Linked DNA regions of Mus musculus: region 1 is linked to region 2. The links are chromatin contacts, called in public HiChIP or PLAC-seq maps. All regions are on one chromosome and are shown on one strand. The core of a region is the stretch at or near the end of the contact, and the rest is flanking DNA. Distances in the headings are between cores, read along the strand shown. Region 1 has its middle 26 kb from the start of Trp53bp2. Region 2 holds the start of Degs1 (delta(4)-desaturase, sphingolipid 1).

Region 1 (4,768 bases), core at 1,122-3,621, 100 kb before region 2:
TCACTCTGGCCCTTCCCCATCTCTGTCTCTTAGTCTCTCGGTCCCGTCTTCTGAAATGGTCTCCTGAGCCTTGGGGGTAGGGAGCAGATACAGATGTCCCATGTGTGCTGAGCGCTCCTTGGACACTTATTCTCTCTCTGCTTTGACAAGGTATGAGTTTCTGTTAGAAGCCACTGTTCACTGCACAAAAGAAACTTCTCTGATGAGGCCCAAGAGCTGCACTAACCTACGGGTATAGAAACTGGATTATAGAAGGCAGTTTGAGACTTTGTCCATTTGGCAGAATGATAGTTGTCAGGTTCATCCCTGGAATCTATGAACTTCCCAACCATGGGCTCTAGGCCAGATGTACAGTAGGTATGTATTTCCTCCTGTGAGACAGGCCTTAAATCCAATTGGAGAACATTGGTTATCCTCATAACCTTCATGCCACCATTGCTTCCCTGGGCATATCTCGCCATGTTGGTCATTATGGTGAATCACAGGGTTTATACTTGGATGAGACTGTACATGACTCTTTTGTCCCAACTGCTGGAACCTTCTGGTACTCTGAGCACTGAGGAGCAGGAAGGAGGCTGCTCCTGGTAGGTAACAACTTGATCTCTCCATGTCCTGTGGCCAAAGTGTGTGGTGTCTTTAGCATTAGGGTCTTACCATCAGATGGACAACCAATAGCAATAGCCTGTACCATTTGGGGGTGCACCCAGGATACTCTTGACCCACAACTCATGGGGGAGTATCCCATACCTGAGACTGGCCTTTTGTTTGACAACCTATGGAATCTGAGAAGAACATTATTGTCTATATAGGGCAACATCAACTGAGCTCTTTAAATTTTGTAAAATGGATGCACACATAAGGTAGAAAGAACACGAAGCTTTTGTCTTCCTATGTTTAGGTTACGATCTTAGTGTGTAGCTCTCCATATAATGGTTTCCAGATTACCTACCTACCTACCTACCTGAAAATTTCATTTTTCTTTACAGATCAGTAAAACTCCATTGCATCTGGGTACCACACTGTCGTTATCCATCATCAGTTGATTGACATCTTTAATCTACAGTTCTTAAAATATCTTATACCCACATAGGCCTAATGGAGACTTGTGTTTGGTGGTCATAGACTCAGGTCCTTGTACTGGCTGGTCTTGTGTGTCAACTTGACACAGGCTGGAGTTATCACAGAGAAAGGACCTTCCGTTGAGACAACGCCTCCATGAGATCCAGCTGTAAGGCATTTTCTCAATTAGTGATCAAGGGTGGGAGGGCTCATTGAGGGTGGTGCCATCTCTGGGCTGGTAGTCTTGGTTCTATAAGAGAGCAAGCTGAGCAAGCCAGGGAAAGCAAGCCAGTAGTTAACACCCCTCCATGGCCTCTGCATCAGCTCCTGCTTCCTGACCTGCTTAAGTTCCAGTCCTGACTTCCTTCAGTGATGAACAGCAGTGTGGAAGTGTAAGCTGAATAAACCCTTTCCTCCCCAACTTGCTTCTTGGTCATGATGTTCATGCAGGAATAGAAACCCTGACTAAGACAGTCCTCTACCCAGAGGCATCCATGTCCCATGACTGGTGACATTGCTCACAGCTAATGTGTTCAGTCTACTAGAACTAAAGCCAACCTCCCTGTCTTGTAGGAATGTGCATGGCCTACCCTATACTCCCTTCTGCACAACAGCAACAAGAGCACAGAGCCATGTTTTCTGCATTCGCAGTGGTGCTACAGTCTTAGGATAAAATGCATAGCATCAAAGTGAAAACACATTCAGGACCCAAGACTCCAAAAGGCAGAGCTGAAAAAGGGGGCCTCAAGACTTGTCAGAGCTGCTAGCCCTCTGAAAACTAGCAAGGCCACTCAGTCTTCCAAGTAGCACCGGCTTCGGTTACTGGCCGCTTGGGAATTATCAAACACGTGCATAATATCATTTTATGTTAATAATAAATTCTCACAGTTCCATGAAGTAGTTTTATGTCCATTTTACAGAGGGGGAGGAAAACCCCAAAGTCTTACAAAGCAAAGTAACCTGAGCTAAGTAAATGGAAAATGGAGGAGCTGTAATTAAAACCCAGTCTGATTAACTGCAAATCCCACTGTCCCCTACTGTTTAATCCTGACCTACTTGGGGGCTCACAGCTGAAGAACAATGGGCATCAGAGCCCAGGGCAGCATTCTTCCCTCTCGGTCAACAGACCTATTCTCCTACCCTCATGATAGCATGGGGGCTCTATGCTTGTTTACGGGAAGAACAGCCATGAGGTTTGCTGCAACCCTTGTGGATCAATACCAAGATAATTATAAAACGAGAGCACGAAGTGTGACGCTGCCGCCCAGCTCCACCCAGTATTACGTTTCCTAAGATGACTCATCCTGCCTGGTCCACACCCTGTGCCAACCTAACAACAACCCTGAAGGCTTCATTTGCCCTGAGTGGTGTCTGCTTCCACCCTCTGGGATTTCGACTTGAAAGACCGCCTGCCTCACTGTCCTCAAGTCACAAGCTCAGTCTCTGGTGCTTGTAAGGATTTGAAAGGAGAGCTCTGCTGTGTGGCTTATATAAAGTTTTGTAAGAACACACACACAAACACACACACAGACACATATATGCATCTGCACATGTGCACACACACACAGGCACACATACACAGGAACAGGCCCACACCCGAAACCTGGCATGATGGGAAAGAAGTTTCAGAAGCTAACAGCTGATGATTCACATTGGAAGCCGTGATCAAGGGAATATCCCAACCCATTCCATGTTCCTTCTGTGAAAAGAGAAATTGGAAAACGGCAGAACGGAACATGTGGTGTGCTACAGGAGTCTACAGCTCCAGAATGTTCCATCCATATAACTTCCCCTGTTATACTGAAGCTGCAGGTAACAGCCAGGGCCATGGAGAAAAGGGATCTGGTTGATTTCCCAACATGATAAGTGCCTGACTAGCCAACTTGAAAAATCTCAAAGCAGAAGCCCTTGAATTGATCACGAGAAGCAGCTGAGACAATGATCTGCTCCTCCAATCCTGAACATTTTGACTCTGTCATCTGCCAGGCTAACAGAAATCGTCGTCTTTGATTGTGACATTGATCAGTGATGGCAAAGCCATGGGAAGGAAGAATGTGTCTGTTGTGACTTTCCCTGGGACGACGTGAACGAATCTCTGTGGTAGGGCATGGGTAACAGACTGAAGACGCAATTCCTCCCAAGTCTAGGTGGATCATTGAGCTTACAGGGGTCACTCACAAGAGTATGGGTGACTTAAGGTAGCCACTGTGAGCTGCATCTCCGGACCTTCCTGCCCACCTTGCAGGTACTTCCATTGCCACAGATCCCTCGCCCTGAGACCGTCCTCTGCTTTTACAGACTCAGGGCAGAGGACTTCTAGAAAGTCTCCTTAGCTTTCTGAATCTTAGCTCCTTCTTCTCTTCTTCCCTCCAAAATGAAGTGTTTCGGTTTGGCAAAAAGGGACACAAGTGTCAGAGGTCTGTGCTGGGTTGGGAGATTGGTGCAAGGAGACAAAAGCGGCCCATATCCTGTAGCCCCATCCAAGACCCAAGAGCTTCCCTCAGCTCATCAGAAAGCGTAGCCATTGAAGAAGCATTTTCTGACAAAAAGAGCGTCTTCATTGGGCTTCATAGGAACTTGGGTGACGTCTACTGCCTGTCATGGTGCTCTCTCCATCAGGGTACTGTGTTTAGGGAAGAGATTTCTGACTGCCAGAATGATTAGACCAGTCAGCCTTCACTCTAGAAATGTTGGCGGTATATCTCCAAGGGACGTGGATTAGAGGTCTAGATGTTCCAGTCCCTGGACAGAGAAACCTTTCCTGTAAACTATTCTTCTGGGATTTTCATAATGCTCAAGTCCACTGTCAGCATGGCAGGCATGAACCAGATATGAGCAAGTCCAGGCCTTAAACCAGAAAATTCAAAGGTCATGGGGCTGGAGAGATGGCTTAGTGGTTAAGAGCACTGGCTGCTCTTCCAGAGGACCAAGGTTCAATTCCCAGTAACCACATGGCGGCTCTCAACCATCTGTTGTTACTCCAGTTCTAGGGAATCCGTGCCCTCTTCTGACCTCTGCAGGTACTGCAATGCCTGTGGGACACAGACAGACATCTAGGCAAGCACTCACATAAAACCAAAATCTCAAAAAAATGTTTTAAAGGCTCAAAGGCTGACCTAGGGTCTTTAACTCAAAGGCCACTCTGAGGTGCTAAATATGTAACCCACTGGGGTGACAACCCCTCAAAAAAGGCCCTTTACCGATCAGGATGATTAGAAATCACATGTGTGTTAGTCTGTAAAGGCCTTACTTAGAAACAATTTTTGAGTATATGGTTGCCTACACAGTTTCTTTCTGCTACCTATGATGATGCTAGCTCATAGCTGACAGAGAATATGCATATTTCCTATCTTCCCCCTGCTTTGTCATCCATTTTCTTCTCTGCATCAGGCCCCAGATGTGGGAGCTCATGCTATCAGCTGCAGTCTCGGTCAGGACCCATGCAGACAAACACAACACCGTGTGGAGCTCAGGCTGCTCAAGGCAACCCTGTCCAGGTTTTCTGCATCTCGAGTCTGAAGACCCCTGGCATCTGGACCAGGCTCCTGTCTTGTTCCTAGCTCCACACTGGGAACTGTTGTACACCCATTTGCTTCTTGGTCATAATTTTGCTTCCTCTATGAGGCAAGCCTGCTTACCCTAGTCACACGGTCTAGTGTCTCATAGCTCAACCGAGATGTGGCATAATCCATTCTTGGCTGGATCCCTG
Region 2 (5,204 bases), core at 364-2,863:
CTGTCTCAAGTCTTTTATCTGTGTTGGGTGTGTGTATATGGAGGAGGCTGGGTTTTATCGGTGCACTTGCTCTGTAACCAAGGCAATCCTGGAACTTGTGATCTCTGCCTTAGGCTTCTGCTCAGTTGGGATCACACACAACTGGGCTAACATGCCCGGCAAGAATTTCTTAATACCTTCACCTACCCAGATGATACTTTAATTAAATAGCATCACATCAGGGGCTAGAGAGATGGTTCCGTATTTGAAGAGTTCCTACTGCTCTTGCAGAGTTCAGTTTCCAGCACCCATGGAAGGTGGGGTGTCTTTCAACGGCATGTAACTCAGCTCCAAGGGATCTGACACCCTTTTCTGGCCTCTGAAAGCAACTGCACCCAGATAGATAGATCTTTAAATAACATCACATCATTTTAACCCTTCAGAATAAATAAGACTGATACATCACAGCTGGCTAGTTTATCCTTTAAGTCCCTGTTAATTTGTTGGTTTTTTTTTTCTCCTTTATTAGAGAACACAAAATTCCCATATCGTTTCCTACAGTGAGATCTTGCTGATGGTATCCCATAGTTTAGCAGATTCCTCTGTAGTTTGTAGTTTTCTATACATGAGCAGTTGTACTTCCAAGACTTGTCAGACTTGGATGTCTGTCTCTCTGTGTCCCCACCTCTCCCGTTGTGGTATGCATGTGCAGTGGTGTGTGTCTGTGTCTGATTTATACTCATGACCACTTGGCTTCTTTAGGAAAGTCATCTGGTCTGCTAATCCCTAATCCTGTAATCTTAATCTTAATTAGCAGTTCCTTTCACTTCCAGGCTCCACGGAGAAGCCAGGGCTCTTAGTCCATCCACCTGCTCGGCCCGTGCTCCAACTCTGTGCCACACCTCTAATCCCTAAACCTCGTAAGTGAAGAAATGATAGGCATTTTGAAATCAAATCTCCCCTGCCTCCCACAGGAAGTTGCGGGTGATCACTTCTGTGACACGGGAAGATGCATGATTGAGCAACCATTAGTGTAGGGAAACATCAGAACCACCAACTCCACCCCATCTCTCCCTTCCCTTTTCTTTACTGCATTGTTCAGACAAGTCTGAAATTCCACTGGGAGGCAAGGGCAGGCCCACCGGCTGGAGGATAACCTAGGCTAGGTAGTGAGAACCTACTTCAAGAAACAAAAGCAAACATATGGGGCGGGAGGGGTGAGGAGGGGCGAAGACGGGAGAGAGGGGAGAGAAAAGCAAAGAGAAAAAAAAAACTTTTTTAAAAATTAGATTTTAGTTGCCACACACTCCAAATCTCTGGAGGTTTTAGTTCCAGAAGGCAACCAAACAGGGCTCGACAGATAATTTGCTATTAAAAGTTAAGCGAAATATGGGCTCGTTGCCACTTAATCAAAGCCAGTGATCTTCCGAACTCAAGGAGAGGTAGCCACCCCATGTACTCCACCCACTGAGGCGCTAAAGCGAGAGCCTTATCCAGCCGCAAATCTTTCCTTCTCTTTTCACCTTTTCCCAGGCTTCGTGAGCCTACAAGGTTCTTGGCTGCCGACCCAGGTCCCGCCCATCGCCTCCCACGAGGGGCGTGGTCATTGCGGGGCGTGGCCTGAGGCCCCGCCTCTGCCCGCGTCCCCGCGGCTTATCGACTAGAGCCGGGCCTCGAGCTGCCGCCGTCCGGACACGAGCCGGAGGCAGAGCGGGTCCACAGGCCGCAGCCATGGGTAGCCGCGTGTCCCGAGAGGAGTTCGAATGGGTCTACACGGACCAGCCCCACGCCGCCCGGCGCAAGGAGATCTTAGGTGAAGACTGGACCCCGTTATGTGCGCGTGGCCGCGTGCGGGCCCTGAGCGGCCTCCCGTGCGCGCCGTGCGAGCGCGGCCTCCGCGGCCCCTTCCAGCCGCTCCGCTGCTTGGCCGCCGGCGCGGGCTCCGGGCGGGCGGGAGAACCGAGGGATGAGGGATCAGCGCGCCGCCGCTCGCTGCTAGCCCTTCGATGGTCATGTGTTGGAGGCCTCCGCCGGCCTGTGAGCTGAGGGTCCCCAGGTAGGGCGATCCGGACTCGCCCCTCCTGCTCCGACAGTCGAGGGTGACCCCCGCTCCTGGTGGAGCGGTAGGCTCGAGCCCGGACGCCTGCTTGGCTCAGGGCGTGGTCCAGGGGCATCCCCGGCCCCGGGAGCCTCAATCACGTGGTCCAGTCAGCTGCAGGCCTAGCGGGGGACCAGGTTCGGGTGACCCTAGGCTTCCCAGACCGGATGGCTCCTGTGAGTTTTTATTCCAGTGATCTGCGGGACCGGCTGCATAGGAAAGGCGCGCAGCTTAGCCTCCCGGACCTTAGGACAGGCTAGGCCTGATTTAGGAGAGTATGGGGGGCGGAGGGGGGGTTTCCACGTGAGATAGAGAGGTCTCTTATCCCACGTAGGCTGCTCTTAAGAATAAGGACAAATTGTTGGGTATGAGCTTTGCATATATGAACCAGTTCAATTTTTCCTTTCCAGTACTTTGCCTGAGCCGGCATTTTAAAAGATGAAGTAATGTTTAAGAAGATTCCAACATCTTCATAATTAGACTGCAGCCAAAGAGTCTGCCTTTTTTCTTTTCTTGGTGCTAGATATAGAAAGTTGTTTTAGTTTGTTTGTTTTGATTTAATTGAGAGAATCAATGAAAGGCCTTTTAATATGAGGAACTGCCTCATATCCACCATTTTCACACTCTTTCTTAAAAATATTTGCCTAATGGGGGAGGGGGCGGCGAGGCCCTGGTTTCTGCAGTAGTTGCTAAACTTAGACATTACTTGTTTCGCAAATCAGAGTGACTAGCTGCCGTTCAAATGGACTTTATTTTTCTAGTGGAATTCACGTTCAGGGGATCCCTGGTGCTAGTAAGTTCTCTACCATTGAGCTGCACCCCTGACTTCTGACCTGGAACTTAAATTGAGTGAGCCTCAGTCATTATCACCAGCTGTGCTGTCAGGTGCTTTGGGCTCTGGGGTTTCCGTATAGTCATTGCCTCTGCCTCATTACGGTGATAAATGTCTGCTGCTCCAGGGAGGGAGGGAGGCCTTTGGCTGCTGGCTTATCGGTGCTCACCGGTGCTTTTGGGTGTGTGGGGAGGGGGGAAGGGGGAGGTGTCTGGTGAAATCATGCCAGAGGGGTTTGAAGGAAAAAAGCTGATCCCCCTCATGTCAGCCTGGAAGCTGGGGGGCAAATGGAAACGTCCTTTGGGGCCTGCTTTCAGTGCACACCTCCTCCTATGCCTTTTATTCTGAGTCCTTTGAGGGGTTAATATGTTGATAAGGTCAGAACATTCAGGATCCTCACTGTGACCAGATCTGCCAGCTGGGGTCCAACCCTTTAATATGTGCGGTGATACCACATTTTGCTTAACATTCCTTTGATAGACATTTGAGCTGATACCCCCTCTCAGCTGTTTTTAATAGTGTTCCTTTGAATGTTCATGTACAGGGCATGGATTCGTTTTCGTTTGGGGGTTGCTGGCCGTTCTTTCTTTAGCATTTTGGTTGAATGTCAGACAGTCTAAACCATTTTACATACTCATCAGGCAGTGTATGAAGATTCTGGTTTCTCCACAACCTAGTTGTTACCTGCCTTTGGGTACGTGGGCGTGTGGGTGTGCCCCCACAAGTGCATGTGCGTGCACACACGCCACAGTGTGCACTGTGGCTGTCAGGAGTGTGCTGTCTTTCCATCTCGTCCTCTCTTGTTTCTGCCTCTGCTGGGCATGCCAGGCTCGCTGGCTTGAAAGCTCACGTGGCTAAGCTCTTGCTCGTCTCAGCACTTAACCTCTCCTCTGGTGATATGAGGCCCTTAGACTATTGGGTTTGGGGAGTTTGTTTTTGCCTTGTTTCCTTTTCTGAGACAGGATCTTACCATGTAGTCCAGACTGGCCTGGAATTTACTAACTACCTCAGCCTCCTGAGGGCTGAGGTTATGTGTGTCACGATGCCCAGGTGTTTTTTTTAAAGTGTGGTGAAGATTCAAAACAGAATTCCCTGGAGGAAGCTTGGTCCAAAAGAACCGTGGAAATGAGAGTTTTTGTGATTTAGAGATCCTATGGAACAAATGTTACGTTCTTTCCTGTGTCAGCTGAGCTAACTTCATGGTTATATACGGTAAACGTGCCAGAGCTTGGCTTACAGAGATGGCTCAGTGGCTAAGGGCACAAGAGCACTTGTTGGCTCTGGCAGAGGACACAGGCTCAGTTCCCAGTGGTACATGGTTGCGCACAACTAACTGTAACCAGCTCTAGGGGGATTCCATTCCCTCTTCCGATCTCTGCAGGCACCAAAGCACCACATGGCTCACAAACATACATGCAGGCAGAACACTCAAACATATAAAGTAAATAAATAATCAAATAAATCTTAAAAGAAAATATGTGCAGGCTTTGTCTAAACGTAAACGTAATTCTTTTAGTGTAAAAGAATGTGGACTGTCCAGATTAATTCTTCGTGCATAAACTGTTGTATCATGCTATTTTGTGACTTCATTACCAGAACATAGTCTTTCCCTTTAGAAAATAAATATCTCATAAAGTCTGTCAGGGGGAGAATTATAACTTAGAAAAGGGAAAAATCTAATTGCATTAATCTGAGTGTATTAATTATAGTTGCTGAACTATGGTTTGCTTTTCTTTCTCATTTCCTTTATTTATTTATTTATTTATTTATTTATTTTTTCTTGCAGCAAAGTATCCAGAGATCAAGTCCTTGATGAAACCTGACCACAATCTGATCTGGATTGTAGCCATGATGCTTCTCGTCCAGCTGGCTTCATTTTACTTAGTCAAAGATTTGGACTGGAAATGGGTCATATTTTGGTCCTATGTCTTTGGCAGCTGCCTTAACCACTCCATGACTCTGGCTATCCATGAGATTTCCCACAATTTCCCCTTTGGCCACCACAAGGCCCTGTGGAACCGCTGGTTTGGAATGTTTGCTAACCTCTCTCTCGGAGTGCCATACTCGATTTCCTTTAAGAGATACCACATGGATCACCACCGGTACCTCGGAGCGGATAAGATTGATGTAGATATTCCCACCGATTTCGAGGGCTGGTTCTTCTGCACCACTTTCAGGAAATTTGTCTGGGTTATCCTTCAGCCTCTCTTTTATGCTTTTAGACCCCTGTTCATCAATCCCAAACCCATTACCTATCTGGAAATCATCAATACTGTGATCCAGATCACCTTTGAC

What was found. HiChIP or PLAC-seq counts read pairs in DNA pulled down with a chosen protein or histone mark.
Region 1: an HNF4G HiChIP or PLAC-seq map of pancreatic cancer cells shows a contact between it and region 2. The contact joins the enhancer-like site here to the promoter of Degs1 in region 2. A contact is called at or near these places in 1 of 39 promoter capture datasets (the C10 cell line), 1 of 15 datasets of contacts at CTCF or cohesin (CD8 T cells), 2 of 484 Hi-C or Micro-C datasets (the G1E-ER4 cell line and nephron progenitors), 4 of 115 datasets of contacts at active chromatin or transcription factors (the SCID.adh cell line, bone marrow-derived macrophages, effector CD8 T cells and 1 more) and 1 of 9 other capture datasets (adipose tissue).

What each region holds. Positions count from the first base shown.
Region 1 is chr1:182,380,829-182,385,596 of GRCm38.p6, reverse strand. No RefSeq gene overlaps it. Among named protein-coding and RNA genes, the nearest start is that of Trp53bp2, 26 kb to the left of the region's middle. Within about 2 kb of position 2,371, at least 52 of the 459 cell types and tissues checked have an H3K27ac peak or open chromatin away from gene starts, as enhancers often do. A contact at or near this core is called in the G1E-ER4 cell line, adipose tissue, effector CD8 T cells and 1 more, where this site is marked.
Region 2 is chr1:182,279,210-182,284,413 of GRCm38.p6, reverse strand. It overlaps Degs1 (delta(4)-desaturase, sphingolipid 1), which reads left to right and starts at 1,613. Exons shown (of 3, transcript NM_007853.5): 1 at 1,613-1,792; 2 at 4,696-5,204. The coding sequence starts at 1,711.